2 separate regions of the Triticum aestivum genome follow, and region 1 is linked to region 2. The links are chromatin contacts, called in public Hi-C maps. All regions are on one chromosome and are shown on one strand. The core of a region is the stretch at or near the end of the contact, and the rest is flanking DNA. Distances in the headings are between cores, read along the strand shown.

What was found. Hi-C and Micro-C count contacts between places; a contact is called where the count stands out from the background.
Region 1: a Hi-C map of leaf shows a contact between it and region 2, with 5 times the contacts expected there. The contact joins the promoter of LOC123141197 here to the enhancer-like site in region 2. A contact is called at or near these places in 3 of 5 Hi-C or Micro-C datasets (leaf and an unstated tissue).

The regions. Positions count from the first base shown.
Region 1 is chr6D:90,830,511-90,833,479 of IWGSC CS RefSeq v2.1, forward strand. It overlaps LOC123141197, which reads right to left and starts at 1,409. Exons shown (of 1, transcript XM_044560406.1): 1 at 353-1,409. The coding sequence starts at 1,173. The coding sequence ends at 550.
Region 2 is chr6D:90,781,076-90,784,034 of IWGSC CS RefSeq v2.1, forward strand. No RefSeq gene overlaps it. Among protein-coding and RNA genes, the nearest start is that of LOC123142475, 23 kb to the right of the region's middle. Within about 2 kb of position 1,571, at least 1 of the 8 cell types and tissues checked has an H3K27ac peak or open chromatin away from gene starts, as enhancers often do.

The sequences.
Region 1 (2,969 bases), core at 159-2,658, 49 kb after region 2:
TTGTTTTCATTTATTTCATCCATATATAGTCCATGCTGCAATATGCAAAACATCTTATAATATTTGTGAACTCTATCTTTCTTGTGAATCATATGTATATAAACACGTCTTAATGTGTTTGCTCACTCATTTCAGTCTATAGTATATATTGAAATATCGAAACCATGTTATATTTATGAACGAAGGGACTACCATCTAGCAATTTTATCTTCTTTTTTTGAGTTGTTGATTGTTTATTAGATAGCTAACCGCTTATTCTTAGTGGTATCTAGCAATTTCATCTTAATACAGAAGACACACAGTGTGTGTTCTTGAAAAACCCTCTAGCTATTCACATCTTATAGCAACAAAATGAGGAAACATAGCACATGCAAATTTCAAATAATAGCAACCAAGATTCACCATCAAAAATCTTTTTAAGGATAAGGAAGGAATCAAATAATTGAGAAGTACTACAACTACTCGATATGGCAAGTTGGCAACCGGCCGCCAGAGATTGCTTGGAACTTTGGATGAAAACCATACAGTACACAGTAGCTAGAAAATTAACTACTCCTTGTCCTTCTTCTCCTTCTCGAGCTTGCATTTCACCCTCTCGAACACAACGGAGGCCGTCGACGGCGAGTCGAGCTTCAGCTTGAGCTTGCAGGTCCCCGCCAGCTTGTTCTTCTTCAGCTGCAGCGTGTACCGCACCTCGCCGGTGACCGCCACCTCCAGCTCGAACTCCCCCGTCTTGTTCTGGTCCTTGTACGCGGCGACGCCGGCGTTGCCCAGCGCCGCGTAGGCGCTGTCCGAGCCAGAGTCGAGGCGGTACACCCGGGTCTTCCTGGGGCCGTGCTTGTCGCCCTTGTCGGCGACCTGCACGCGCTCGAACTGCTGGCCGTCGAACTTGTACGCCGCCTCCAGCGGCTCCGTGTTCTTCATGGTCGTCGCCCAGTTGCGGTTGCGGACGACGAGCTTCAGGGAGAGGTTGTACCCGAGCGAGGTCACCGGAGAGGTCGCCAGCGCGAACCTGGTCAGCGAGGCGTCCTCGACGGTGATGGATGGCTGGACGGCGAAGCTGTAGGCGGCGACCATGACGACGATGACGATGACAGCGGCGACGGCGGCGATGCACGCTAATACCCACTTGCAATCTTCCCAGCACTCGCCCAGGCAGTCGCAGAGCCCCATCGCCGGCGGGTTTCTTGATTCAGATCTTGGAGCCGGAGGGTGTTGGAGGGAGGAGGAAGTTGGAGCTTGCTGGCATTGACTTCGTAATTTGAACTCTGAGTCTGTGTGGGGTACTTATGGACTGGGAGGAACTAAAATACAGTTGTGGTCTTTGTTCTTACCCTGCTAGCTAGTCTCAGTATTTTATCCGGAAATACAGTACTCAAGAGCGGACATGGCAATCGCTCAACAGAGAAAACAAAAGAAATTGACGAAAGGCCCAGACCGCCAGACTGCTCCCAGTTTCATTATTGAAATGAAAGTTATGGTTTAACAGGTTGGATGAGGGGCTCCAGCTGCACAAAAACCACCAAACTTCACCAGAGCAACTCAACGGCTAGTCAGCCTTTCATTACAGATAAAGACTGCAAAATTTTCTTCCGAGATGTATAGTTGGAGACGCTCACGTGTAGGCATGCATACGCTACCCTATGAACACCTCTAAGATATTAAACCGGGTGATATTAAGATCGGTGAAGTCGCAACAAACGTTATGTAGTTGACGCACGCACTATACTTGTCAGAGAATAGCGTCGAAAGACTAAAATAAATCCAGAAAAACATGAACATATCCAAACTACATAAAAGACTACTAATTAAGACATAATTAAATAAAATATCTCGTTAGGAATAGCTATAACCTTGTGTAGAGCTCTCATGTCGCTCCCGAGGCAGCCCGGGAGCAAACCCTAGCCGCGGCCGCACTCCACCGCACCCCGGTCGTCCTTCTAGCCGGATCCAGCGGCAGAAGCTCGTTGGTTGAGCTTGTGAATACGTTGTGTGTGGCTTAGAAGGTTGACCCATGCAAAAGTGTTGTCTCTTGTAATGGCTGTAGCCGGGGATGACAAAGCTCAGTGATGAGTTGCAAGTGGTCACCTCAGTGATCTTCAGTGACGCCAACCTTGCATAGTTCCCATTTTTAGCTCTTCATCAGAACTGAAGTTATGATGTCCTTGGTGCGGGTGGCTGAGTGCTTTGCATGGACCTCCATGTGAATTTGCACTCCCTCGATGATGTGGGCTGGGTTGTCAGTCGTCTGTGACGAAGTTGCAACCGCTTGCTCAAGATTAAGGGGTGGCAATGATGCAAGCTCGAGGAGAAGTGATGATGATGATGCTAATGTGCTACCTAGGCGAGGCTTTCATCATAGTGTTGTGTGTGAGGTATCTTGTATGTACCGCTCAGCTGATTGTGACCGTTTGTAACTCGGCAAATCTCTTTTTCTTAATTAATGGATGAGGCAAATATTTTACATCCGCTTGAAAATAAAAAACTCTTGCCAATAATTTCACTGCAACAAAACTAACAATAGTGATGTTTCTACCGTGGACACGATATATGTTGCATGCACCCACCGCCCATCATTGAATTGGGACTTGTGGCTTGTTTTGTGATTTAGATTTTTTATTTCTTTTTTTAGGGTCAAAGTTGCCGCTTTATTTAACTTACAAAGTTCGGAATCTCATCCGACAAAACAGAAAGAACGAAATCCGGGGGAGCCCCCGTCCAAACCTTACAAAGTTCATCACCCACACCTACTCTAGCTAACTTATGCGCGGCAACATATGCAGAACGTCTAACCCATGATACTTTAAACTCAACAAAAGATCTCAGCAAAGTTTTGATCTCCTCCACCAATGGCCCGGACGCCGAGAGCTCCTTTGAGTGATTCTTCAGCATATGCACCACTCCTTGAGAGTCTAACTCCACATGTACTCTTTGCACGTTAATATCGTTCGCCACCTCGAGAGCCCGCT
Region 2 (2,959 bases), core at 321-2,820:
GAGCGTATGGATCTATGGGAGCGATCTGTAGAAATCAGCATGGCTTGTTTCTGGGAGCCTCAGCTGTTGTTTTCCCCAACCTGTCAGACCCAACTACATTGGAGGCTATGGCCATCAGAGAGGCGTTATCGCTAGCTGACGACCTTTATGAACGGAAGATTCATGTTGCCAGCGATTGCAAAGTTGCAGTGGAAGACATCCATCAGAAGAGCAGAGGGAGTTATGGTGCAATTGTGCATGAAATAGTGCAGCACACGTCTACCTTTCAAACTTGTAATATTAAGCATGAATTTCGTAGCTCGAACTTCGAGGCTCGCAAAGTACGCTTTATCATTAGGAGCTGGCCGCCATGTTTGGTTAGGCCAGCCCAATGGACTTGGTTTCGTCCCTGTAAACGTTGTGACGGAGTAATAAAGCTTTGCAGTTTGTCTAAAAAACCAAGATGATTTTTTTTAAAGAAGAGGAGCGCGCTAGTACCGTGCCTCGAACCGGCGACTTGGTACAATTTCGCCGCTGTCCTAGCCACTACGACTGACTACTTGTCACGTTTACTCTCCAATGCGGTTCTTAAAGAAACAAGCGAAAACGACAAAACAAAAAATCACAAAAAGTATAGTCTGTCTGAGTGATCGATCTGAGGACCGCCTCGAAGCATACAAGGTCGCTAGACATCCTAATTATTAAGATTTGATGCCAAAATTCGCAGCCCTTCTTATATGAATTATAAGCCGAAACAGATTTAAACTTTTTTTGAACGTAATTTTCTTTAAAAAAAGGTATATTGAAACATGAATATTTTCATATTTCTGAGCAAATTTTCAAAAAATCAAACGTTTTTTTATAGCATGAACAAAATTTGAAAACATTAACATTTTTGAATCTGTCAACAAATTTGTAAAATGGGAACATATTTTGAAGTTCCTGAATATTTTTTAATTTGTGAAGAAATTTACCCCAGCATTTTTTTGAATTTGGAATAAATTTTGGAAACATGAACATTTTTTGGATTTAAACAAATTTGGAAAGTGGGAACAATTTTTGAAATGCCGAATCATTTTTTAATTTGGGAACAAAAATTTAAAAATCAAACTTTTTTCGAATATGAAATTCTTTACTTTTTTGAGTTTTTAAACATTTTTTGTAAAAGGAGCGATCAATTTTTGAAAGTATAATCTTTTTTGGGAAAACAGGGAAAAAAGAGCAGGAAAAATAAAGAGGAAAAAGGAAAGGAAACGAAATAGAAAAAGAAACATGACCAAAGAAAAATGGAAAACAAAAAAGAAGCAGAAAAAAGAAACCAGTACATGAACTTTCTAGATGGTTTCTAAAACCGAAAGAAAAACGGCTGAAAAACTCGTACTCCCCCTGTAAAGAGCGTTTATAGATCACTAAAATGGAGTACAAGGTTCGCAAAACCGCGTACTGTTGCGCGAGTTGCTTACTGATAATTGGTCTGGCCCATTTTGTTCGCTGCTCGCTGGCTTAGGATTTTGCCCAAATAGGAGTCACCATGGAAAATAACCCATTGCACTGTACAAAAGCCCAGCCCGAGTAATGAGTCGGCCTTGTGTGTGGTCTGGCCCATTTAGCGACTAGGGTTTCGGGGGGCAACATATTCATCACGCGCCAAGCTCGAGGGGCATGGCCAGCGTCAGCGGCGCCATGTTCAGCATCGGCGTAACCAACCCCGACAAGGGATCGAAGGGGGAGAAGAAGACGAAGAAGGAGAAGAGGAAAGCGAAGGGATCCAAGGAGACAACGGTGGTTGACGCCGGATGCAAGCGTCGGAAGAAGCTGGTGACGCGGCGGTTGAGCCGGGAGCTGCTGGAGTACATCCGCACCAAGGAGGAGCTGGGCTACATGGCGACTGAGACGCCTCGGCCGAGCTTTATACTCGTCCCACAAGACATGTTCGACCAGGAACTCAAAGAACAGATCGCCGCTGAATTCGAGGAGAACCGTGAGTTCGACGCGCACGTCCTCTACCAGTACCGCACCGTGGGCTACGCCGAGATCCAGGAAGAGGTCACCGACGATGAGGAGGAGCAGCAGGTGGCGGGCGACAGCGACAGCGCCATGTGCGGCGTCGGCATCACCAACCCCGAGAAAGGATTGAAGAAGGGGAAGAGGAGGAGGAGGTGAAGGAGATGGTGGCGGGCGACCGACGACGGCATTGCCAAGCGTCCGAAGAAGCATGACATTGACCATCAACAGGAATTGGTACCAACTCAAGACATGTATTTGATGCTTAATGTCCTTCCATATTATACCTTGTGACACTTGTAGTTAGATAAATGACAGCGAGGTTAGCATTTTGGTCGGGCATGATTACGCTGGAGCCTTTCTTTTCTTGTCGTAACTGTAGAAGGACAAGATGTGGGCCACAACCTCAACTATACAAAGGAAACAGGAGGTGGACCCTACACACAAATATACACGTACACAATATACTCAACACCCCCCGCAGTCGAAGCGGCGCCAGTGACGCAAAGACTGGAACGAAACTCCTCGAAGGTGGAAGTTGGCATACCCTTCGTCATCACATCGGCGAACTGTTGTGCAGTCAGCACATGGAGAACCCGAATGCATCCGAGAGCCACCTGCTCGCGCATAAAATGAATGTCCAGTTCAATGTGTTTAGTCCGGCGATGATGAACGGGGTTGGCGGAGAGGTACACCGCGGAAATGTTGTCGCAGTAGACAACCGTAGCCTGGGAGACGTCGTGATGCAGCTCCTGAAGTAACTGTCGTAGCCAGGTGCACTCAGCAACAGCGTTGGCCACAGCTCGGTACTCAGCCTCCGCGCTGGAGCGCGAAACTGTGGGTTGTCGCTTGGACGACCACGAGACGAGGGAAGGGCCGAGGTAGACGCAGTAGCCAGAGGTGGACCGACGAGTATCTGGGCAGCCAGCCTAGTCCGCATCAGAGTAGGCCATCATCTCCAGAGAAGTGGACGCCG